6 separate regions of the Mus musculus genome follow, and regions 1, 2, 4, 5 and 6 are each linked to region 3. A link is a contact called in public HiChIP or PLAC-seq and promoter capture Hi-C data. All regions are on one chromosome and are shown on one strand. Each heading gives the region's core, a stretch centred on a gene start, on an enhancer-like site or on the middle of the called end of the contact. The rest is flanking DNA. Distances are from core to core; before and after follow the strand shown.

Region 1 (4,471 bases), core at 1,196-3,695, 2.8 Mb before region 3:
TGTCTCCAAAAATCAAAGTAACACCTTGGTTCTAGGGCTGGTGAAACTACTCAGCAGCTAAAGGAACCTTCTACTGAGCCTGAAGGTCCACATGGTGGAAGGAGAGAGTCCTCCAAACTGTCCTCTGACTTCCATGACACATTTACCTACACACATACATAACCCCGTAATACACTATGACACATGTCTACCCACCAAATACACAACATAAATGTAATTTAAAAATGAAAGAGTCTCAATCATCAAGAAATCCAAAATGTGCCGGGCGGTGGTGGCGCACGCCTTTAATCCCAGCACTCGGGAAGCAGAAGCAGGTGGATTTCTGAGTTCCAGGCCAGCCTGGTCTACAGAGTGAGTTCCAGGACAGGCAGGGCTACACAGAGAAACCCTGTCTCAAAAAATAAAACAATAAAAATTAGCAAAAGTGCGTCCACTGTATTAAGACCCTGGGCACGGGTAGTCCCTTTTCCCCCAGGACTTACAACACTGCGGATGACAAGCAAGGGGGGAGTCCAAAGGAGACATTTAAACTGGGTCCAGTAGAATGGGGAGGAGTTTATCAAATACAAAACGGAGAGGAGGAAAACAGCCAAGAAAAAGACAGGGGCCACTTACTGACTGTGAGACGCTGGGTGTGTCTGAAGCAGTCACTTTGAGGAATAAAGTATGAAAGCTAAGAGTGTACATACGCCAGTCAGTGGTGGCGCACACCTTTAATCCCAGCACTCGGGAGGCAGAGGCAGGTGGATTTCTGAGTTTGAGGCCAGCCTGGTCTACAGAGTGAGTTCCAGAGTTCCAGGACAGCCAGGGCTACACAGAGAAAACCTGTCTCAAAAAAAAAAAAAAGTGTTTTTACAGCTCTCCCCTCACTCCAAAGTTGGCTTAGGGTCTGGGAAAACAGTTCTGTAAGTAAAGCACTTTTAAGCTTGAGGACCTGAGTTCAGATCCTAAGAACCTCTGCAATGTTAGGTGATGTGGCACACGCTATCCCAGCATTCTGAGGTCAGAACTAGAGACAGGGGGTTCATATAGTTAACTTCTGCCTTTAATCCCAGCAGAGGCAAGTGGATTTCGGAGTTAGAGACCAGTCTGGTCTACAGGCAAGTTCCAGGACAGCCAGAGCTATAAAGAGAAACCCTGTCTCCACCCCCACCCCGACTCAGAAGAGTGGGGACACAGATGCAAAAATAAGTGAGAGATTAGAATCAAGTCATGGGTGTCAATGATAAAAACATGTTGTTGGGTGTAAAGTGAAGCAATAATGAATCCAAAGAAAAAGTTAGAGTTAGGGAGCCACAGGATATTTATTCAGTGACCTGGCTTCCTCCCTGTTGGGGATGGGAGGGGTGGTTGGGGGGAGGGCATTTACTAATGTAGCCAGAGGCCATGCTGCTTGTTGTAAAATCCCTACAGTGCACCCCATCTGCAAAGCCTCACACCGATGGGCAACTTCTAAGTGGTGTGGTGTCTTCATCTTCTCTTTATGAACTTCAGCTGGGGACTTACTCACCTTTAAAACCCCTAAAGGGGGCCATCAGGCCTGTAATTTAAGAGCGTCTCTGCCAGGGCGGGACTCAGTATGCCTATAAGGAATGAGTATTACACCCCACCCATGCAGATTGTCCAGATTTTTAACAAGGAGAGAAACGACTGAGGAAGATGCTCCATAGAGCCAGCGTTACAGGTTCTTGAACTACAATTCCCACAATACATTGGGGCCCAAGCCCGCAAGAAAAACCTAGATCCTTCTGGATGCCACCTGGGAAATGTAGTGCCACCTTAACCCTGCTTTCCCTCCCTTGTTCCCATTCAAGTGTTACCAAGCTCCAACAGAACCTCTTTCAAGACAGTCTAGTGATCCATCTATCCTAGCCCATTTGATTCAGCCTAGAGTTAGAGAGGCAGGAGGTAGATAGGGAGATGTAAATAGCAACTACTCCGTTTCTGTACCTTCGCATTTGCTGGGCAAACGTTCTGTGTCATCTTCCTCCTCTTTTGTCGCCTCAGCCCAAGCACCGTACGCTGCCAGGATGAAAAGCAGTATCTCCAGCCGCACAGGTCCCATGATAAAACGCAGTCCACACATACAACCACCCTTTGCCTTCAGACCAACTTCTGGAAGGCAGCGGGCCCTTTAAATTTAGGCGAAGCCCGCAGCAAGCTTTAAAAAAAAAAAAAAAAAAATCATAGAACGGTCAGCGCATGCTCAGAGCCAGCCCGAAAGTGGGTGGAGCGTGATGGCTCAGTTTTGTGGCGCCTTCTGAAGGTCCTGACAGCTGGGTAATGAAGATACAAATTGAAGTAATTAGAATAGAGTAATATGATCTTTACACATGCACGTAGAATGAAATTTTTATATAATTTCAGACTGTGAAACGATATGGTCTATTTTGACATAGGGAAGAACAGTGATAACTTTTTGGCTTCTGCCAGGACCTACTCCTGTCAGGGGGCGGGGCCAAGATGGCGCCGAGCGCCGGGTGAGCGGCGCTTTGGCAGCGGTGAGAGGCTTTTACTGCTCCCGGTGCTTGGCTGGCGGGGGAAAGTCTGAGGTGTATCCGTGAGGAGACCCTTTGAAAGGGCCCATGTGAGGACTGGGAAGAAGACGGTTGGTTGTGTGTCCGTGCTCGTGGGGACCCTGTGCGTGACTGCACTGGAAGGATGGTGGGGCGATGTAGTGGCTTGTGAACCTCCTGTAGCGCTGCCCGGGTAATCTTCGAATCACTTCCCTAGCTGAGAAAAATGATGTAAAGATATAGCTCAAGTTATCCCTTCTCTAAGAAGTCTTCCTGTCGCTTCCACTGATCTGAGAAACTCCCGAGGCTGCTAGAGTGTTTTATGAAACCTTAGTGGCAAGGGTACCACCACAGAGGACTGGGACCCGACCAGGTACAGAGTATGTGCTGAATAATTGTATTTCCTGTAGACAAGATTTAACAAAAGTCTGAGAAGACTTGGAATGAAAAGAACCAGTCCCTAGCACTCAGTTCTGAACACTCTTGAGGTTGGTTTCATGTCCAGTGTCAGGCAAGCTCCTTTCCTTTTAACCACAGAGTAAACTCCAAGCTTGAGTCTGTGTCTTTTTCATTTTGGTAATTGTTATACCAAGTATTTAGTGAACACTTACACCTTATTCATGCTGGGCAGTGGTGGCTCACGCCTTTAATCCCAGCACTTGGGAGGCAGAGGCGGGCGGATTTCTGAGTTCTAGACCAGCCTGGTCTACAAAGTTAGTTCCAGGACAGCCAGAGCTATACAGAGAAACCCTGTCTCGAAAAACCAAAAAAAGGAAAGAAAAAAAGAAAAAAAAAGACTTATTCATATATTTAACAATGCCCTAGGCACCAGATAGGTCAGTGAACATAACAGACATATTCTTGTTTACTGGTGGGGTAAGGATAATAAACAAGAAGAAATAATAGCCAGGCTTGGTGGTAAACAGCTGTAAAAGGCAGGAGGCTCTCCAAATCAAGACCACGGGATGAATTCCAGACGAGCCTGAGACCCAATTGTAGAAGGGTTGTTTAACATGTGGAAGGTCTTAGATTTAATCTAGAGTGATTTTATATATATACATATTATATCACTATTATTAAGAAGAAGAAGAAAACATAGCAAACAGGTAAAGCCAGGCATGGTGGTATGTGCTTGCAATCCCAGTACTTGGGAGGTAGAGGCCAAAGGACCAGTGTTGTCTACCTAGTGAATTTGAAGCCAGTGGGGCTATAGGAGACCTGCCCCTAAAGAGAGGTGGGTGGGGTCAGGTAGTCAGCCAAACACGTTTAGGAAGAACACAACAAAAGCTATAAAGCCAAGTACATGTCTGTCAGATTTAAAGGACAGCAAGGAGAATGATGTCAGGGTAAAGTGGGAGGGGGCGGGGCAGGTGATCAGAGATATGAGAGAAAAGAAAGAAACCATCTTAGACAGGAACTTATTGCAGAGTCGGGATGGCCTCAAACTTGCTGTCCCCACTTTAGCCTCCAGGGTACTGGGAATATGGGTGTACAGCATGTACACTCTGAAGCCTGACATGAAACCCAAGGCAGTCCACTGAAATTAGAAGTGTTAACCCCTACACCTGGACAGGAGGCAAGGGGAGTCGTTATAGGAAAGAAATAGTTACCTAGTTTATATTTTGACAGACCACTTTGGTTTTAAGAAACAAACGCACAAAAAAAGCCAAGATGGAAATAGGAACACCTTGTCCAGCGACTGAGTTCAGCAGATGAATAGGTGATAATCATCTGGGCCAAAAAGGGTCGGGTTGGGCTGCCTGGTAAGTTTTAAAGTTCTGCTGGGAATCAAACCCAGGCCCATGTGCATGCTAAGTACCTTACTACTGAACCACATCTTCCAGCCTGGTGGATTTGATTTAAGCGTCCATATAAGAATGACTTGTGCCGGATGTGGTGATGCACGCCTATAGTCCCAGCACTTGGAAAGTACCCGGAGTTCAGGGCCATTCTCA
Region 2 (4,318 bases), core at 961-3,460, 2.8 Mb before region 3:
GCAAATGAAGGGCGGCCTGTGGCCACACCCAACCCCTACCTCCAAAGACTGAATTCCCCTCCCTTACCAGTGGAGTTCTCCCCACTGCCTGTTGCTGTCATCCGGGCCACGTGGTCTACACCGATCCGTTCAGCTTCCTCAGTGGCCAGAGTGTAAGTGAGCTCAGCAAACAGCATTGTGGCCTGCAGAGTAAAGAGTTCTCAGATAGGGAGAGTCAGGAAACAGACCTAGGCCTAGGCAGATGGCTCAGCAGGTAGAGTACTTGCTGCACAACTGAGGATCTCAATTTAGAGCCTCGGAACCCACATTAAGTGAGATGTGACAGCATGTGACTGTAATCCTGGAACCCCTACAGCAAGATGGGAAGTGGAGACACAATTCCCAGAAGCTCACAGGCCAACCTGCCTGGCAAACAAGTGAGTCTGTCCCAAGGTAGAAAGCTAGGATGGACACCCAGGGTTGTCCTATGCCTGCACACGGCATGCAGGAAACAGGCTAAAAGGTTTGAAGGTTGCAGGTTATATATTACCTCTCCATTGATTATATCGATGACAGACTCAAAAACGCTGACAGGAAGCTGTAAAAACACAGACGGAGACAAGAGAACAGCTCTTACTAAAAGCAAATGCACTTGAACTTACACACATGCCAGGCTGGCTTTGAACTCACAATCCTGCCTCAATCTCCTGAGTGCTAAGATTGGTTACAAGTGTTGTCACCACACTTGGCTCATGCTTTCTCTAGGTTTTACACACATTACATATGGAAACACCACTGAAGAGATGAAGTCACACAACTGATGGGTGTAAACAGCAGGGTAGAGATTCAACTCAAGCTTTCTCTAATACACATAATGTCGGTAAATTAGAGCAAAGGCATAGTGGCAGATGATCAAGAAAAAGGGGACATTGGGTCAACAACACTCACATCTGTGTGCTTGGTCATAGGGTTCAACTTCAGAAAGAGCGGACTCTCAATTATCTCACACACCTAGAAGATAAGGCAAAGCCCAGGAAGAGTCAGTATCTCCTCTTCCCCTAACCTTCTGTTCATTTCCCCAACATGCACATATTTGAGCTTCTATACCTGCTTATGGACGTGGATGTCTGAGGGGTCAGGTGGCCCCCCTGTGGTATACCAACCCAGAAACTCCAGCTCCTTGAAAACCTGTTTAACTGGAGAAGAAGGGGCCAGAGTAAATATTCCTTTAAACCTCTCTTCCTTAGTTTGATGGGCCTGGTGTGTTCTTTCCGGTTCTCCCCTCCCTCCTCATATTTTGGGTCAGTTTAAAATAACTACACCTAACTAACCTTGAACTTCTGACCTCTTGCCTCTATCTCCTGGGTTATATGGTACTGAGGATTGAACTCTGGTCTTCCCGAATGTTAGGAAATGCACTTTACCCCACTGCCCTACATCCTCAGGCCTTTTATTCTTTAAGACAAACAAAACAAAACAAAAATCTTCCCACTTTTCCTTCCCCACCCACTTCTATTCCCCTCTCACACTGCTCCTCCTTGGTGTAATAATATTCTTTGTCAATGATAATCTTCTCTTCCACGGTGTGGGACAGCAGCTCAAAGGAGTTCATCACTTCGATATTTCGCCCCTCCTGCTTCCCGATCAGAGCCCCAATCACTAAGGGGAGAGAAACAGAAGCGCAAGGAAACTAGGTGAGGAACAGGCGTCTCGGAAAACCTTTCCCGAGTCGGCGTGAATCAACGACTGGGGAAACAATAATTTGGAAGAAAGGGCGCAGGGGAGTGACTGGAGGAAATCTCCAAGAGATTTTGAGATTTACACACAACACTCACCCTGCATAGGCCGCCCCTCCTGGGAGCGCATGCGGATCCAATGGTCTGAGATGTTAAGGATGACAAGGGGATGAAGAGCGACGGAAACACTCCCAGTCACTCCGGAGGCCATCACGCTGGGGACTGTTAAAGGTGAAAGGAAAACATAGCGGCTGAGAGCTCGGGCCCACACATTTTCCCCTAGACATGGAAGCAGGGGACCAGCAGAGCCCGGCCGTCCATCGCTGCCCTCAAGTTATCCTGGGACAGGTTTAAGAAGTACTCAAGACCACTTCTCAAGGGCAACTCCAGAAGTCGGTCTGCGCACCCCGTTACCTGCTGCATCCACTTCCATGCCGCTGCTGCCTCCGCTCCCATTCGCCCCCGCCGCAGCTGCCGCCGCCATTTTCCCCGCGCCCGCCAGCCACGGCCCGCCCCTTTCCTTCTCGGCTTCCGTCGGGGAGCGGTGCATGCTCAGTGTATACTTGGTGCTGCTAATGGGCGGGGCAGCTGCCAGTACTTAGTAGCTCAGGGTGCTCTGCGTGTTGTGCTGCTGCTAGCGGTTCTCATGTAAACCAGCCTGGCCATGAGTTCTGTAGTGTGTATCTGAAGATGGCTTTGAACTTTGATCCTCTTGCCTTTACCTCCCAAGGAGGGCTATTAGTTTCCAGGTCTCAAGTGGATACACTGTCAATACTAAACACAGAGAAAATTGCGATCAAAAGGAGGAAAGGCTGTAAAAGGGAATGGGGAAGACAATTTATTCAGGATATAAAATTTTTCATGTTGCATATAATCTATAGAGACTTGATCACTTGTTTGTTGAGATAGGGTCTTACAATGTTGGCCAGCTGGTGGGAACTTGCTATTCGTCTAGGCAGACTTCTAGGAGATCCGCCTTCCTCTCCTTCCTGAATGCTGAGATTAAAGGTGTGTACCATACCCAGCATGCCTAGCTTTTAAAACGATGTACTGAGGATCTAAACTCAGGTCCTAACACTTCATCCCCTGAGCCATCTCCCCAGTAGTAATTACTCTTGAATTGTTCAGCTTCTTCAGTTTCAAGACAACCTCTTTACACAACTTAGCAACTGCTATTGGGAGGGCTTGTGGCCCACGCCTTTAATCACAGCCTTTAATCGAGGCGGGCAGACCTCATGAGTTCAAGGCCAGCCTGGACTACAAAGTGAGTTCCATCACAGCCAAAGCTACACAAACAAACCCTGTCGCACAAACAAAAAAAAAAAGGTGGGGGGAGGGGAAGAGTTGCCTTGGTCATGGTGTCTCTTTACAGCAATAGAACAGTGATTAAGACAATTACTTGTAACAAAAAAGAAAACCAAAAAAAAAAAAAAAAAAAAAAGACAATTACTTGCCCAGCATGGTGGCACACGCCTTTAATCCCAGCACTTGGGAGGCAGAGGCAGGCGGATTTCTGAGTTCGAGGCCAGCCTGGTCTACAGAGTGAGTTCCAAAATAAAAAAAATAAAAATAAAAATAAAAATAAAAGAAAACGTTTCCTACTTGGACAATAACTAAGGCTAAGCGACCTGCTTAAATAGCCAAGAAAGAGTATTTGGTCCACAATCATTCATTTGGGGCCAATAACAGCCATTTTTTTAAATTTTTATTTTGGTTTTTCGAGACAGGGTTTCTCTGTATAGCCCTGGCTGTCCTGGAACTCACTTTGTAGACCAGGCTGGCCTTGAACTCAGAAATCTGCCAAGTGCTGGGATTAAAGGTGTGCGCCACCACCGCCCGGGCTACTTTTTATTTTTATTTATTTATTTTTTTTACTAATCACAGTCACTGAAGTATGTGCTTTGGACCAATCATGGCTTTGCACTGATTCGCAGTAGTCCTTCCACTAGGGAAAGGGCTCCCTTCCTGTCACGCTGGAAATGCTTTCAGGTTCATCTACATTTCATAGGGGTCTATGACAGCAAAATATCTGGTAACAACTATGTCAAATACACTGGAAAATCAGCTTCAATCTTTACACAGCTGTCTCAAGACTTCTGTTGTGTGTCCCAGATTGCTGGTGCTAGTCTAAGGGTCATCTAGCTAACTTATGAGACTGACAGTCCTTTTCCTCAGGGCAGCCTGGACAGTGAGAGAGATGGGTACAATAGATGATAATTAGATAGTTAAGTTGCCCTATTCCCAATGTCTTTGGTTAGTTACATGAAAATAAACCTTGGGAGTTTTTATACTATAAACCTAAAGAGATTTCCATTAGAGGAAAAACTGAAGGAAGGGAAGGTCATCATTAGTGCTAACAGCAATTTAACAATATTCTTAAAACACTCAACCCCTGTCTAGAGCTCAAGGAAAGCTGGGTTCCCTTCATCTGTCTTGGAATGATTTTTTTTTTTTTTTGCAGATTTTAATAATGTATTAAAAAGTCAGGCAGTGGTGGAACACACCTGTAGTCCTAATACTCCGGAGGCAGAGGCAGGCAGATCTCTGGAGTTTGAGGCCAGCCTGGTCTACAAACCAAATGCCAGAACAGCCAGGGCTACACA
Region 3 (3,941 bases), core at 800-3,299:
AAGGAGTAGGCTGGGATTCCCAGCAGACTTGACTCACTTTGCCGTTTTGTTAACAATTTTCTTAAAAAAAAAAAAAAAAAGATTTATTTACTTATGTGAGCACATTGTTGCTGTCTCCAGACACACCAGAAGAGGTCATCAGATCCCATTGCATATGGTTGTGAGCTACTACCATGTGGATGCTGGGAACTGAACTCAGGACCTCTAGAAAAGCAGTCAGTGCTCTTAACCTCTGAGCCATCTCTCTAGCCCTAACTACGATTTTCAAAGGACAAGTACAAGCGTCGGGTAGCCTGGTCGTGTGTCCTTTAGGCAGTGCTTCAGTGAGACCATAAGGCCAGTGGTTCTCAACTTGTGGGTACTGACCCCTCCACCCCAAGACCATCGAGAAAACATCATCTACACTACAAATCATAACGGTAGCAAAATTACACTTAGGAGGTAGCTTTATAGTTTGGGGGTTGGGGGATGTCACCACAACATAAAGAACTGAATAAAACGGTTAAAGCATTAGGAAGGTTGAGAACCACTGCATAAAACCAAGGTGGACAGATAAGGCTGTGTGTGTTTGTGCTTTAATGGATAAGCCTGGGACTGCCCTCTAGTGGCCGATACACAACAAACCCCTACTGGATTACACCTCAGAAACTAAGAATGGCACTGAGCAGGACCACCCTGTTTCTTAACTATCACCAGTGCCCACTGTACTCACTGTCATTTACCAGTTCAGCTAGTTTTATTAACAATATGCATCGTCTCTAAACTCTAATCCCTGCCTCTCCCCGCTTCTCCCTCATCCATCTAGCCTTCCCTCCCCAAGTCTAGTCTTATCTTACTCTTGATTGTGGAGGAATAGCTCTCAGTCTATCATCCTCAAAAAAAGAAGAAACAAACAAAAGGAGGAACGGAGGGAAGGATGGAAAGGGGGGAAATATGGACTGGGAAGATGGTTCCATTGGTACAGGGCTTGCTGAGCAAGCTTGCTTGAGCACAGTAGGAGCCCCTGTAATCCCAAGCACTGAGGTAGGCACAAAAAGATTTTGGGTCTTTTTGGCCAGCCAGCCTAGCCAGGTTGGTGAGCTCTGGGTTTAGTGAGAGACCCTGTGTCAAAGAATAATGTGCAGTGTAATTGAGAAAGACTTGCTGGGCGGTGGTGGTGCACGCCTTTAATCCCAGCACTTGGGAGGCAGAGGCAGGTGGATTTCTGAGTTCCAGGCCAGCCTGGTCTACAGAGTGAGTTCCAGGACAGCCAGGTCTATACAGAGAAACCCTGTCTCGAGAAACAACAACAAAGAAAAGAAAAAAAGGAGATTGAAAGACACTTGCCGTTGACCCTCAACCTCCACGCAAGTGTAAGATGTGATGGTGTGAATGTAATCCCAGCATACATTCAAGCAAAACACACATTTTAAAAAATTATTTTGAGACAGGGTCTCACTGTGTTGCTCCAGCAGGCCTGGAACTGACCTCGCTGCGATAAACAGTGAGCCTCCACACAGGGCCTGATTGGCCTTTTCCAATACAGGGTCTGACTGATCGGGTTTTATTTTGTTTTAGACGGGGAGGGTCTCACTAAGTAGCCCAGGTTGACTTAGAACTCGGGATCCTCCTGCCTTCACCTCCCAAATGCCGGGATTACAGGCGCGTGCCACCCATCTCCGTTCTGTGCCTTGATTTCTAACATCACTCCTCTGCAGTCCAGGAGCGTCAGGGAAACCTCCAGCGTCAAAAACCGGGCTGTACTTTTCTTCTTTTCTTTCTTTCTTTTTTTTTTTTTTTAAGTTTTGCTGTTTTGAGACAGGCTTTATGTCTCCATGTCGCGCTGGAACTGTCTTTGTGAACCAGGCTGGACTCAAACTCACGGAACTCCTCTTGCCTCCGCCTCCCGCGTTCTGAGAGGCAAGGCGTGCACCGATCCGCCTACCTAAGCTGTAATTTTTCAAACTAGGGCTCTCGCGCCGTGCTCCGCACGCGGCGGCGGTTTCCCCTTTCCACCCGGCGCGCCGCGTCGACGACAGTGACGTCGGCGGCGGCGCGCGGCGCGGTGTACCCTGGGATATTTAAGTCCGCTCCGCGGCGCGGAGCCGCGATGTCTCCGGCGGCTGCGGCGGCTGACGGAGGCGAGCGGCGGCGGCCCCCGTTGGGCGGACGGGAAGGCCGGAGCCGGGCCCGCGGCTACGGAGGACCGGCGGGTGCTGCGGCCCTCGGCCTAGCGCTGCTCGGCCTCGCGCTCTACCTGGTGCCCGCGGCGGCCGCGCTGGCCTGGCTGGCCGTGGGGGCGAGCGCGGCCTGGTGGGGCCTGAGCCGAGAACCCCGCGGCCCGAGGGCCCTGTCGTCCTTCGTGCGCGACGCGCGCCGTCACCCGCGGCCAGCTCTCACCGCTTCACCGCCTCCGGCCAAGTCACCAGTCAACGGTAGCCTCTGCGAACCCCGCAGCCCGCTGGGAGGCCCCGACCCGGCTGAGCTCTTACTCATGGGCAGCTACCTGGGCAAGCCCGGCCCGCCCGAGCCTGCCCTCCGGCAGGACCCAAGGGAGAGGCCGGGGCGCCGCCCACCCGCACGCTCCCCGCCTCCGGCCTCGGCGGTCCAGCGAGTCCACCACGTCTACCCCGCGCTCCCCACCCCGCTTTTGCGACCCTCCCGGAGGCCGCCCCACCGGTAAGCCCCGGCGATCTTCCCAGGGTGGGGTCTCTGCGGCCGCGGATTTGACGTAGGGCTCAACCTGTAAATCGGATTTAACTCACCTCCCCTTTTTCTTTTCTTTGCCTTTTCCCTTTCTTTTTATCTCTACGCCCTTCCCTCCCTTTTCCCATTACTCTCTTTTCTCTTTATTTTTTTTCTTTTTCTTTTTTTTTTTTTTTAAGAGAGGGTATTTGATGGCATAGGCTGTCTAATCTCAACCCCGTTCTTTGGCTGAGCCTGTCCTTGAACTCATCCTCCTGCCTCGTCTTCTGAGCGAGTTCACTGATAGGATTACAGGTTTGCACCAGGTTGTATGCTGTGCTGGGATAGAACCCACAGCTTCAGTCATAGCAGGCAAGCTTGCCCTCTACCTATTCCCCAGCCTTTGGGTTTTTGTTCCCCCCCCCCCCCCCCCCGGAGACAGGATCTCATGTATCTGAGCTGTCCCTTGAACTCATGAGGGTGACTTTGGATTGCTGACCCTCCTGCCTTCACCTACTAAATGCTGGGATTACCGGTGTGCTCCACTACACTCAACCCGGATTCTGGATAAAAGCATTTTTTTCTTTTTAAATTGCATATTCACAGGGAGATGAGAGGATAGCTTGCTGGAGTCCTTTTTCTCTTTCCACGTGAATTTGAGGTTGATCTTGGGTCTCCAGCTTGGCAGCAAGCTCCTTCACAAGACGTTTCACTGGCCTTGATAAGTCTGCTTAGTTGAGGTGGTGAATACCTGTTAATGTTTGGTTTTTGCTGTGTATTGGTGGTTAGTTGGGGGAAAGGAAAAAAAAAAAAACTATTCCTACACATCCCAACTGCATGTGCTTTTCTTCTGAAGTACCCATGTGGGCAAGGTTTCCAGTTTCCCTCTTAATTTGATGAAGTCTGTGGTAGAGACAGCCATTAAGCAACTGATATTTTCTGCCTTTGGATGAAATGGGAGAAATGTGCCAAAAAATGCTACGTTCTCTGCTGCTTAGAGAAATTTAAAGTCTGAGCTGTTAGTGTCATAGAGTGCTTTGTCCAGCATGCACACACCCCTAGTTTCTGCTACCAGCACTGTCTAACAGAAAAATAAGAGGTTGAAAGAAGTGTTAATGCCTCTTGTTTCTGCAGTCAGTTGAATTTGGTGTTCTTTTAAGACTGTGGTTCCAGACTGGAGAGATGACACAGTGGTTACTAGCACTGGCTGCTTGCTCTTCCAGAGGTCCTGAGTTCAATTCCCAGCAACCACTTGGTGGCTCATAACCATCTGTAAT
Region 4 (3,842 bases), core at 83-2,582, 2.9 Mb before region 3:
CAGTATAAGGATAAACTTGATGCTAAGCAGTTTCCTCCTACAGTCTCCTCGCCTCTCAAGACCTCAAGGCTACTGTCCCCATAGGTATCAGACTACAAATTAGGACATATGCGACGGGTGGAGGACCTCTAGGTGCGTATGTATTTCCCTTGGAAGGAACAGGAAGTTTGCTCTAAGATGAGACTGTTGTTGTCTGGACTTCCTCTAGAAATCCCAGCAGAATCTGTTGCCTCCCCCAACCCCTAACTTTGCCACTTCAAGCCTCAAGACAGATTCATGTAGCAGTTCCTCAAAACCCCCTGGAGGGGCAAAAGATGACAGCGACACAGAGAAAGTTTGGGGCATGATATATGTCCATTTCTCTACGAAATATTTGTTATGGAGCTGTGCTAATTTCACTATCAAAATATTTGTTGGATGAATAAATGCTACGAAACGTTTACTTATTTTTTAAAAGGTTATTAGACTTATTTTATTTTATGTGTATGAGTGTTTTGCCTACATGTGTAAATGTACCTGGTGTCCACAGATCTCCTGGAACTGGAGTTACCAAATATTGTGAGCCACCATGTGGGTGTTGAGACCCAACCCCTGGTCCCCTGCAAGAACAGCAAGGGCTCTTAACCAAAGAGCCATCTCCCCTGCCCCCAGTTCTTTGTTCTATGTAGGGCTCTAAAAGGAGAAGTGATGGAGAATCTTTTATTGGACAGAAATTAGGCTAAGTAATGGGGTCTTTCTTTTCTTTCAGTATTCCCTCAATGCTGGGGATACAGCTGTTGGTAAAACGACTGGCTAGCATGAGGTTGAGGCTCAGGCATTCCAGTAACACACATACACACACACATCACCAATAATAACAACAACAACAACAAAATATCAGAAAAAAAAAAGGCAGCGGTGTGGCTCAGTTTGCAGAATGCTTACCTAGCATTCATGAAGCCCTGGGCTCAACGCCCAGCCCTGCATAAGTCAGACCTGATGGCACATACCTGTAATGCCAGCGCTCCGGAGAATGGAGGCAAAAGGAGCAAAAATTTGAATTCATCCTCAGCTTTAGAGGAAGTTTAAGGCCAGCTCGGGCTACAAGAAATGCTGTCATAAAAGGGAAGAAGCGTGGGAGAGAGGGAACAGAAAGAGAAAGTCAGGGAAGAAAGCAAGAGAGAGAGGGAAGAAGAGAAAGAAAGGAAAGGAGGGAGGCGGAGACAAATAAAAATAAATTCTACCCAAAGAAGCCAGTCTAGCATCCTTAAAGGTTCCTCAGCAGCCCGCACTCACCCCTCGACTCAGCCAAGAAGCCTCGGAGGCCACGCCCCCTTCCTTCCGCTTCCGCTTTCTCTCCAGTCATTCAGCGCCCGCACTCCTGGTCTGGCGCTGCTGGGTCTAGGTTCCGGGTTCGTTTCTCTGGTTTCCGGGCCAGGCTGGTGTGTCCCGCTGCCTGCCGGGCGGAGCCGCGGTCCTCCGGTGTCTGGACTCGCAGGCCGAGCTCCCCCGGTCCCGTGGCTCCCTGCCGGCCCGGTCTCGGGTCGCATCGTCCTCCCCACCCAATGGAGTCCCAATGCGACTACTCGATGTACTTTCCGGCTGTGCCGCTACCGCCACGCGCCGAGCTGGCCGGGGACCCGGGCCGGTACCGGGCGCTGCCCCGGCGCAACCATCTGTACCTGGGGGAGACAGTCCGCTTTCTGCTGGTGCTGCGCTGCCGAGGCAGCGTGGGGGCTGGCGTTGGGGGCGGCGCGGGCTTGGCATCCCGAGGGGCCTGGACCGAGCTGGCGACCTCCCTGGCCGCCCTGGCCTCGGTCAGCGCAGGAGGAGCGCTGCCAGGGTGCGGCAGCGCCGGCGACCAGGATGCTGACCCCCCGGGGGGAGGGGACCCGGGGGGCGGGGGTTTGTTTCGAGGTTGCAGCCCCCTTCTCACCCACGGCCAGGGCCCTGCTACCTCAGGGGGCGCGACCACGGTGAGGATCTCTGGGTGACAAGGGCTGAGGGGAGGTTTGCTGGAAGCTAGAAAGATAGTTTGGAGCATGGATTCCTTAGGGACCTGATGTAGGAGGCAGATGACAGCATTGTCCTGTCCTGCAGAGGAACCTAAGACGGGAGGCATATGATTTCAAGAAGGGGTGGGCATAAAGACTTGCTCTGTCTTGCAGAAACGTTAAAGGAGCCTGAATCTTTGCCGCCATCCTGACATTTTCACCCCTTTCATATAACCCCTAGCTGCCTGTGGAAGAACCGATTGTGTCCACAGATGAAGTCATCTTCCCACTCACCGTTTCACTGGATAGACTGCCCCCAGGGACACCCAAGGCCAAGGTAGGATAACAGAGCTGAGGCTGTTGCCCTATAATTCAGATGACATTTTAAGACCCCTCGTGATCATGGTCCGATGGCTCCTGTACCTAGATTGTAGTGACCGTGTGGAAGCGGGAGGTCGAGGCACCAGAAGTCAGAGATCAAGGCTACCTGCGCTTGCTACAGACTCGATCTCCTGGGGAGACTTTCCGTGGAGAACAGAGCGCCTTCAAGGCCCAAGGTGGGGGAGAGGGGGAAAGCTGGAGCTCGGAGAGGAGTAGATTAGAGGGTGCCACACTGTGATGTGGAGGTCTTGATTTCCTGCCACATCCTTTCTCTGCAGTGAGCACCCTATTGACGCTGCTGCCCCCTCCAGTTCTGAAATGCCGGCAGTTCACTGTGGCTGGAAAGCACTTGACCGTGCTCAAGGGTGAGCAGATCTGCTGGCGCAAGGCTTGACTAGCAGCAAGGGAATGGGTCCAGTATGTTAGGTAAAGGTGGAGTTGGGGTAGGAGGGTTCTCACTACTCTGAGCTGGGCTTGTTCCCGCACAGTGCTGAATAGCTCTTCCCAGGAAGAGATCTCCATCTGGGATATCCGAATCCTCCCCAACTTCAATGCCAGTTATCTACCTGTCATGCCTGATGGCTCTGTGCTGCTGGTGGACAATGTCTGGTGAGGTTCTGGGGCAGGAGGCAGAGCTGTGGCGTGGTTGGGGACAGAGATGGGAAGTGGCAAGCTCATGTCCTGCCTTTCTTTCTTCTGAACTAGTCACCAGTCTGGGGAAGTCTCCATGGGATCCTTCTGTCGGCTTCCTGGAACATCTGGCTACTTCCCCTGTCCACTTAGTGCCCTGGAGGAACACAACTTCCTGTTCCAGCTGAGAGGGGGTGAGCAGCCCCCTCCTGGGGCCAAGGAGGTGAGCTGGTGTGATCACAGAAGTGACGACCACTGTGGGAACTGTTGGGTTGGTAGAGTGCTTGCTTAGCAAGCATAGAGTCCAGGGTTCTACCCTCAGCATTGCATAAATCTGGCATAGTGGCATTGCGCCTGGGATCCTAGCACTTGGGAGGTAGCAGGAGGCTCAGGTCATCCCCAGCTATATGAGCAGTTGGAGAGAAGTCCTAGGCTCAAAGAAAACACAATGGAAGGGAAAGGCCACGAGCCTCTGAACATCCCAAGTCTCCCTTTGTCCCATCTGCAGGGCCTTGAAGTCCCCTTGATTGCCGTGGTTCAGTGGTCCACGCCGAAGCTGCCCTTCACCCAGAGCATTTACACCCACTACCGGTGAGTGCGTGGGAGACCCACCAGGCGCTCTCCCGCTCACCTCTGCCTAACACGTACATCCAGCCTCCTCTCTCACTGCTCCTAGCCTGCCCAGTGTCCGCCTAGACCGCCCCTGCTTTGTGATGACTGCTTCTTGTGAGTCCCCTGTTCGGACCTACGAGCGTTTCACTGTCACCTACACGCTGCTCAACAACCTCCAAGACTTCCTTGCTGTGAGGCTTGTGTGGACCCCGGAACATGCACAGGCTGGTGGGTCACCTGCCAGGC
Region 5 (4,204 bases), core at 656-3,155, 2.7 Mb before region 3:
GAGGAAGAGAGGCAGAAAACCACCTTTGGGTTCCCTCTCAAACGAAACACATTCTGACATACCATCTCCTTTAGAAAAGATCACTGCCCAGCAACCAAATCTCACCAAAGAAAAAAAAAACAAATGACTTCTGACAAGAAAAGACTCCAGACTCCAGGCTGCAAGCATGGTTTATTTCAAAGGATGTTTTCTCAAAATCCAGTCTTCCTTCTATTGCACAGTCTTGCAAGTTTAAATAAATGATCCTCTACTCCCCTCTTCAACAGAGACATAAAATGCTTTATAATATGAAAAACTTAGTCTTAAAAGATACCTAGTGGTCTAGTATTGTGTGCCTGTAGTCCCAGCACTCTAGAGGCAGTGGCTAGATTTTCAGCCAGAACTAGAGAGACCCCTCCCCGCCCCCCCCTTTTTTTAATCTATCTAAAGAATATCAACACCACCACAGAATGAAAAGCTAAGATTTAAAACTTAGTACACTGGCCTGGTTGTATCTAAATATAGTATAATGCACTTGAAATTTTTCCTGTTTCCTTCATGGAGACATGAAGTAGAGGATCAACAAAAGAAAATAGCATTCAGCCGCAGGCATTTCTGTAAGTTAACAAAGATGATCCTGAATAAAATAACAAGTAAGAATCTTGTGTGGTAATTGAAAGAGGACACAAACCTGAAAGAAAAAAAACATCTGGATAATTCTTCACTACAGTTTCCTTATAATAAAGGTATTTTCCCACATTTGGCCAGCTTTTCTAGTAACTTCACTTGATGTGGTTACAATGAATTCTTCATAATTCCAACAAGTATTTATTGACTGCTTTCAATCCGCCTAGCACTGCCCTGTACAATAAATGCTTTCTTTGGTCCCAGGCCATGGAACAGCCACTCTCTATAATCAATGTGTGTGTGTGCTGTGTGTGTGTAGGGAGGGGAAGGAAGGGGGAACTTCAAACTAAATGAGCTGCCTTTTTTTTTTTTTAAATTACAATTACATTTACCAACTCCACTCATTTCAAGTTTGAAGAACCTTTTTGAGCAAAGGTAGTTAATTTTATGGATAATAAAACTGACAGTTGGCAAATGTCTAATCTCATCTAAGGTCATTAAGCTGATCAATCTCCTACTGGCCCAGTGTGGTTTCTCCCAGATACCCTTCACGTCTCACTCATTGCAATCAAGCAAGGTGAACTAACACTCCACTAATCTCCCAGATAGCACAGTTAAACAGGCTTAAACCAGCAAGAGGTCTTGAAGCATTGCATAAAGCTGACAGCCGGCTGTTAATTTCTACTAGATCTTTTAACCACCGTCAAGCCGCCAGCGCTTTCGCTCAGCGTTGGGAGATGGAAAGACAGAAAAGCAAGTGATCCGGAAATGTTTTCGGAACCTCAAACCTGTACAGAGCTCAAGGTCTTCCGCGTCGTTTATCTCAAGATTCTCAAGGACCCAAGACGCCCGGAGAAGTAAACGACAGCAATAAAACGAAAACCACACAAAACACTTTCCCCTGCAACCACAGCAAATGGCGACAGGAGGGGGGGAGGGGGAGAAGAATCCAGACACGGGGATCACGTCCATTTGTGATCTTGTCCTCAGAAATGTTATACAAGGATGATGACATGAAAGAGCTCCCCACTGACCCCAGAGATTCGAGCACCGCCGGGACCCCGCAGGGCTCCTTTCCAAGTCCCCCCGGGTGGTCACACGGTCCACCCTCGCAGCCCGCCCGTCCTCCGAGAGTCCGCCATGAGACTCACCGTGAGTCTCCGGAGCGGCCTGGGGACGCCGGGCGACCAAGCACAGCTTGCTCTGGGTTCAACCCGACCGAAGGGCACTGCACACCGACATAGGCCCTCCCAATACCTCGCCACAGGCACAATGAGTCACAAAGACCGGAAGTAGGTCAGCACCTCATCTTCCGGGATCGAGTTGAGCTTCCGGGTCTCCTCTAGGAACACGGGAGGACTTTGCATCTCGGTTTCTGAATTTCTTGTTCCGAGTCTCCCTACCCAACACCCCCCCCCCCCCAGCCCTGATTGCCTGTCTTCAATTCCAGAGGTGACAGATAGAGATAAAGTGATCCTGTTTAGGGTGTTCAGGTTTTTTTTTTTTCCTGATGTAGTATTTTTCAGCTCTATATTTGTTACTTTCTTCCCCATCTTTTCCATCTTGGGCAGTTATCAATAATAGTAATTGTATGCCTGTGGCAGAGAAGCTGAAGCAAGGGTGTAGATGGAGTTAGATCAAAGCCAAGCCAGGGGTGTCTGGTTTCACAGATCAGCCCTGGTGAGGTTTGCCAGTTGAGTGCATGGTGTTTCCAGATATGTGGCCCGAGGATAAAAGACTATCTTTCAGTAAACAAGCTACTTACACTGGTTCTGTAGAATATGCTATTATAGCACTTTAAAAGGATCTTTCAGAGGAATTACAGACGCTCAACAATTACTGCCTTTATCTCTTTGCCTTGTGGGCAATACAGAAATGAGGCTCCACCTTATAGAAGGCTCTATATCAAAGGCAAGTCCACAAGGAAGAGACCATACAGCATGGGGGAGATAACTTTATAAAACAATACTCCAAAATTAAAAAGCAATTGAAGTATTGTTCCTTTTTTATTAATTGATTATTAATTAATTCACTTTACATCCCAATATCAGCCCCCCTTCTCCCAGTGATAGGTTATTTCTCCGCCAGTGAAACGAGCCCATTCAGGCTAGATTATATTATAATAAAGGCAGGTTTATTGGGAAGCTGCTCTTGGTAGAGTTCACTGGCCCCAAGGATTGAGGCAGGAGAGTTGCAATGGGAGGGGAGGCAGAAAGAGAAAGGGCTTACATGCAGAGAAAGAAGAGAAGGAGAAGGAGGAGAGCAAAATGTTTGGATTATAAAGGGAAGAGTCTCTGGGGAAGGGCAGCCCAAGCCCTGGGATGGAAAGTTCAAGGCTGGGGGCAGGGTATACCAGGTAGGATCTGAGGGATGCTGGGAGAACCTGAAGACCAGGTCTGTTTTGATATGTAAAATATTCATCTCAGTCCCCTCTTCTGGGGTCCAAAACCAAACACCCAAAACCGCCTTAGGCAAGTCATCCTCCAATTCCACCTTCCCCTATTTGCAGTATTGTTAAAGGAAACAAGGAGCCAGCCATTCACTTGGAGAAGTAGGAGAAACCTTTATTCATGCATGGACTACAAAGCACGCTTGTGCTTTGAAGGGTTCAGTCCCCTTGGCAGTTTCTTACAGCTTTTTGTAGGTCAGGTAGTGGGGTTGTCATCCATGTCTTTGTGACAATCTTAGAGTGGACTCTGATCCCCTTAATCATTAAAGGGAATTTAGTTAGGCACGTTTACAGGAACAAATAGCTAGCTAGGTAGATAATAATACACAAACACTTGGCAGGTAGCAATAAAATATACAAGCATTTGCAAATAACAACACATTTTGGCTGGTAAAAGATGTTTATCTTAGCAAACATAAATGGTATCTGCAACATGACCTTTGTCTGCTGTGACAAAATTTCTTTCAGACAGCTTCTGGCAAGTGTTTGTTTTTCCCAGATAAGAAGTAAGGGGTTTTTTGTTTTTTGTTTTTTAATAAGCAAACAAACTCCTCTAAGTAAAAGTTTAGCTCACATACAGCTTTTAGGCTAAGGTTTTTGTTTGTTTGGTTTTCCAGACAAAGGTTTTTCTGTGAAGCCCTGGCTGTCCTGGAACTTTGTAGACCAGGCTGGCCTCGAACCCACAGAGATCTTCCTGTCTCTGCCTTCAAAGGACTGGGATTAAAGGCTTAAGATTTTTATTGAGCCAGTATAACATGCTGTTGGCTGAGAAGACCTGCCCTAGAACACTTGTGGTGCTGTCCAGTGTGTTGAAGGTCCAGATGGAACAAAGATGGAAGGAGGAGGAAACGGACATTTATGTGTAAGCTTAATGATAATAATAATAATTATAATAATAACAATTCTTTTCTTCCTCCTCCTATTTGTCTTCCCCCTGCTCCTTCTCCCTCTCCTTCCCTGTGTGCATGTGTATCTATATGTGTGGGTGCAGGTGTGTTCATTGCATAGTGTCTATATAAAGGTCAGAGAACAACCTCAGGTGTCCATCAGTTCTGTCTTCCCTATTTAAGGTGTGGTCTTTTGTTTTTTTCTGTGCAGCCCTGGCTGTCCTGGAACTCATTCTGTATACCAGGTCTGGCCTTGAACTTA
Region 6 (3,876 bases), core at 1,063-3,562, 2.4 Mb before region 3:
GGTGGCGCATGCCTTTAATCCCAGCACTTGGGAGGCAGAGGCAGGCAGATTTCTGAATTCAAGGCCAGCCTGATCTACTGAGTGAGTTCCAGGACAGCCAGGCTACACAGAGAAACCCTGTCTCAAAAAACCAAAATAAATAAATAAATAAAAGCAAAAACAAAAACAAGCAAACAAAACTTTTCAATCACTTTTAAGCTAGGATAGTGAGCCATGTCTAAATTTCAATCGTGGGAATGTTCTAGTTTGAGAACTACAGAAAAACCCTGCAGTCCCTCCAAAACAAAAACAAAAGCAAATATAGACACACACAAAGCCTCCTATATTTCAGAATATAGTTTAACACAACCAGGGGTTCACGGCTATACTCACAGCACTTAAGAGACTGAAGGAAGTTTGTTGCTTCAACTTTGAGTTCAGTCTGGGCTACAACGTGACCTTGAAAACAGCCAGGGATACAGACAAGACTCTGTCTCAGAAAATAAACAAATAAGCAATAGATAGGTGGCTAAATAGATAGATAGACAGACAGGCAAACAAACAAACAAATGAATAAATGAATAAATGCTTACAGATAATTCAGTGGGTAGGGGTGCTTGCCCCCAAGCCTAATGATCTGAAACTGATCTCAGATCCCACTTGATTGGCAGGGATGGACAGACAGGATGACACAACATGGACAGGATGACCTCTGGCCTCCCCATGCTCTACAGCATGTGCACAAACACACACATCCAACAAACAACAAATAAATAAGGGTGATAAAACTTTTAAAAAATATAAATTCACTTAAAAATTTCCTGTCCTGGGCCCTGGCAGTGGTGGTGCATGGCAGCACTGTGTAGGCAGAGGGGAGGGGGACTGACTGAGGAGCTGGTGAGATGGTTCAAGAATTAAGAGCACTGGCTTCCAGGGGTGCCTGTAACCACATGATGGCTCACAACTATCTATAAAGGGATCTGATGCTCTCTTCTGGCCTGCAGGTGTACATGCAGACTGAGCATTCACACATAAAAAAATGATGATGATGATGATAATGATAGAATAAATGAAAATTTCATTCCCTTTAATACGGAATTGATGGCTTTTTGACATTGCCTAATAGCCTATGAACTCCTGCCTATTCTCATGTTTTACCTGTTTTTAAGTTCACTTTGTGAGCACGCATCTGTGTTCTGCAGACCTTTTAAACGTTTAACAAGGAAAACAAGGAAAGAAATAAAGAAAGAATCAAAGAAAGAAAGATGTTCTACCTACCCTCACCAGATTTACTCTCAGAAGGAACTACCCAAACGAGACTTCCCACAGAACATTACAAATAAAATTCACAGTAAAGTGTATTGGCTCGGGGCGCGGTGGGGTGGGGGTTGGGGGAGGTGGTGGAAGAAACCCCGAAGATGTGTGGTCACCTGTGAGCAAAACAGTTTCTTTCGTGACATTAAATGTCATTTCTAAGCCGGGCGTGGTGGCGCACGCACTCGGGAGGCAGATTTCTGAGTTCGAGGCCAGCCTGGTCTACAAAGTGAGTTCCAGGACAGCCAGGGCTACACAGAGAAACCCTGTCTCGGAAAAAAAAAAAAAAAAAGTCATTTCTATCCTTGACCGCAATCTCTGGATCGCTCCCGCTCCCCCCAACCCCCGTGTCCCGACCTCAGGCTGCCCTCGGGGATGCTCTTGCTTCGAGGACCTTGTGCCCTAGGCCTTCGCAGGGCGGGCGCGCGTCCTTTCTGCTTACAGATAGCAAGATGCGGGGCCATGTATACTGAACCCCACAGCGGAGGGGAGGCCTTTGAGTGGTCTTCTACTTTTCCTCTCTCTTTACCAATTCTCTCCGCGACGGCCATTAAAAGCAGAGATCTCACCCAGGCAAACAACCCTCGCCTCCCCTCAGAGCGTCAAGTAACGCTTCGCTACTCTCCCGGACCAAGAACGCCACCATGGAAGCCTCTTCCCCTTTGCTCCCGCTCAGCCTCGCTGTCCCACAACGCCTCATTTCCCTCCGCAATACTGGGTTATTTTTTGTTGTTGTTGTTCTGAAGATTAGCGATTCTGAAGAGCAGGGGCTAAGGTCCGCTGTGGCTCCGAAGAGAAAATTTCTCCTCAGCCAACAGGTACCGAGAGTCACCACAACTAACACTTTCCTCTGCAGTCGCATAAAAGACAACTACCTTCTGGGGCGACGAGGACCTAAAGGTGAAGCGCAGCTAACGCTGTCGCAGCCATTCCGCACATCCCTTCCACCTCGAGCAACTTTTCCCGCCACCAGGAGAAGGCGCGAGGACACGGACAAATTCCGCCCCCAAGCGGCGTGCGCTCAGGTGCTGCGCGTGCGCAGTTGGAAGTTGCTTCTGCGTCTGCGCAGCCGGAGTAGCCCGCCATCTTAAGAACGAAAGCCTAGTGAAACTACAAGTTCCATAATCCTCGCTGACATCTTTAGTTCCGCGCCCCCCCCCCCATAATATCCTGCGAAGCGCCCTAGGCACTTCATTCTTATCTCTGCCTCAAATCGCTTTCTCTTTCCTGTTTTCGTGCTATCACTCCCTACCTTTTAGTTGTCGTCACCCTCTTAAATTTTGAAACCATCTTGAGCTCCCCCCTTGCCTCTACAGTGCTCTTTCCTGACAAATAGTCTGTGGACTGGGAAACTCCGCCAGCCATCAGTCTGAGGATTCTGCATAGAATCAGTGCTTCCCATTGGCCGAAACAGGAGCCCAAACAGGTCGATACCCTTTCCCGCCCACATTCGCGGTGTGTCTAGCTGCAGGGATAATGCTGTAAAATCCGCAACGCTAGCGGGTGGCGCTGAGGGACCGATACGCAGGCGCTGCACTATGGCAGCGGCGTCCGAGGCCTGACGTAGGTGTAGGGAGGAGAGGAAGGCGTAGTTCTCTAGATGTTTGTCCCTGGTGGAAGGAGGAGGGCCGCTTGAACAACTGGGCCATTTCAGGGGAAGAGGAGTTTGGACAATCTCGATGTTTTAGTACTTGTTTGTTTTCAATTCAGAAAATATATTAAATAATATATTGCATTTTATTGATAACAGTTCTTGAGACAATGGTCTCGATTCCTTAGCCTACTTTATCATCCTCTCCTCAGGTTCTCCTAAGTCCTAATTCTAATGAGATAGGCTGGGGGCGGGGGGAAGGGGTGGGGAAAAGACCAGCGATCGCTCATGAATAATTCATGAGCCCGCCTCTTTCGCTGGGAATGCACGCCCCTTGGAAACGTGCTGACGCACGCTGCGTGTAATGAACCTAAGGAAACGACGTCACACTCCCCGCCCCTAGAGCGGAGGGGGCGGAACATCATCTCCAGCACGTGTTGCCCCTTCAACCCGCGCAAGTCCAAAAGGACTGTGCGCAGGCGCTCTCCAGGAGGGGCGGGGATGGGGGAGGAAGGAGGCGGGGCAGGGAGGTTGTTGGGTTTAGAGCCGGGCGGAGACGGCGGAGCCTCATTCCTCAGGAACAAGGGTCGGGTGTCAAGGAGACCTTTTCACACCAGCTCCCGTTCCCCGCCTACGGTGGGTGGGATCGCACGGCAGAGACAAAGGATATCAGTAGGGCTTGGACTTAGCAGCGAAGGGAAGTCGGGTGTCCGTGTGGGGCGGTGGGCGTCTCGGGCTGGGGGAGGGTGAGGTAATTAGGGAGGGGGGCTGTATTTAAACTCTCGGAGCCGTTAAGTTGGTTCGCACTCCCGATGCGCGCGCAGCCTGGGTGGTGGCGGAGCGCGCATGCGTGGGTCCTGGGCGAGCGGGACGCGCGCCCGTCGTGCGCGCTCGCGGCAGAGTGGTAGTGGCGGAGAAAAGGGAGTCGGCGCACGCGCAGTTGGTTCCTCGGCTTGTCCGGGTCTCGCGGGCATCTTGTTTTGGTCTCGCGG

Evidence for each region. Promoter capture Hi-C pulls out the DNA fragments that hold promoters and counts their contacts. HiChIP or PLAC-seq counts read pairs in DNA pulled down with a chosen protein or histone mark.
Region 1: a promoter capture Hi-C map of pre-B cells shows a contact between it and region 3. The contact joins the promoter of Taf6 here to the promoter of Pom121 in region 3. A contact is called at or near these places in 2 of 39 promoter capture datasets (liver and pre-B cells) and 1 of 115 datasets of contacts at active chromatin or transcription factors (large pre-B cells).
Region 2: a contact with region 3 is called in a promoter capture Hi-C map of liver, with 4 times the contacts expected there. The contact joins the promoter of Cops6 here to the promoter of Pom121 in region 3. A contact is called at or near these places in 3 of 39 promoter capture datasets (liver and pre-B cells) and 1 of 115 datasets of contacts at active chromatin or transcription factors (large pre-B cells).
Region 4: a contact with region 3 is called in a promoter capture Hi-C map of liver, with 7 times the contacts expected there. The contact joins the promoter of 6330418K02Rik here to the promoter of Pom121 in region 3. A contact is called at or near these places in 2 of 39 promoter capture datasets (liver and pre-B cells).
Region 5: an H3K27ac HiChIP or PLAC-seq map of thymic regulatory T cells shows a contact between it and region 3, with 8 times the contacts expected there. The contact joins the promoter of Zkscan1 here to the promoter of Pom121 in region 3. A contact is called at or near these places in 1 of 39 promoter capture datasets (pre-B cells) and 1 of 115 datasets of contacts at active chromatin or transcription factors (thymic regulatory T cells).
Region 6: a contact with region 3 is called in a promoter capture Hi-C map of liver, with 9 times the contacts expected there. The contact joins the promoter of Zcwpw1 here to the promoter of Pom121 in region 3. A contact is called at or near these places in 2 of 39 promoter capture datasets (liver and pre-B cells).

Annotation. Positions count from the first base shown.
Region 1 is chr5:138,185,200-138,189,670 of GRCm38.p6, reverse strand. It overlaps Taf6 (TATA-box binding protein associated factor 6), which reads left to right and starts at 2,445. Exons shown (of 15, transcript NM_009315.4): 1 at 2,445-2,501. Cnpy4 (canopy FGF signaling regulator 4) reads right to left here and starts at 2,136. Exons shown (of 6, transcript NM_178612.4): 1 at 1,951-2,136. The coding sequence starts at 2,086.
Region 2 is chr5:138,158,994-138,163,311 of GRCm38.p6, reverse strand. It overlaps Cops6 (COP9 signalosome subunit 6), which reads right to left and starts at 2,210. Exons shown (of 10, transcript NM_012002.3): 1 at 2,130-2,210; 2 at 1,815-1,937; 3 at 1,507-1,638; 4 at 1,087-1,175; 5 at 928-990; 6 at 530-577; 7 at 68-182. The coding sequence starts at 2,199.
Region 3 is chr5:135,392,654-135,396,594 of GRCm38.p6, reverse strand. It overlaps Pom121 (nuclear pore membrane protein 121), which reads left to right and starts at 2,049. Exons shown (of 13, transcript NM_148932.2): 1 at 2,049-2,658. The coding sequence starts at 2,090.
Region 4 is chr5:138,261,535-138,265,376 of GRCm38.p6, reverse strand. It overlaps 6330418K02Rik (RIKEN cDNA 6330418K02 gene), which reads right to left and starts at 1,332. Exons shown (of 3, transcript NR_045821.1): 1 at 1,276-1,332. Map11 (microtubule associated protein 11) reads left to right here and starts at 1,325. Exons shown (of 11, transcript NM_153161.3): 1 at 1,325-1,955; 2 at 2,215-2,310; 3 at 2,401-2,530; 4 at 2,633-2,719; 5 at 2,843-2,963; 6 at 3,060-3,207; 7 at 3,493-3,575; 8 at 3,661-3,824. The coding sequence starts at 1,545. Gal3st4 (galactose-3-O-sulfotransferase 4) reads left to right here. Exons shown (of 4, transcript NM_001347507.1): 4 at 1-456. The coding sequence ends at 84.
Region 5 is chr5:138,082,785-138,086,988 of GRCm38.p6, reverse strand. Zkscan1 (zinc finger with KRAB and SCAN domains 1) reads right to left here and starts at 1,905. Exons shown (of 6, transcript NM_133906.4): 1 at 1,758-1,905.
Region 6 is chr5:137,786,238-137,790,113 of GRCm38.p6, reverse strand. Zcwpw1 (zinc finger, CW type with PWWP domain 1) reads right to left here and starts at 2,312. Exons shown (of 17, transcript NM_001005426.2): 1 at 2,169-2,312. It overlaps Mepce (methylphosphate capping enzyme), which reads left to right and starts at 3,413. Exons shown (of 4, transcript NM_144913.3): 1 at 3,413-3,876.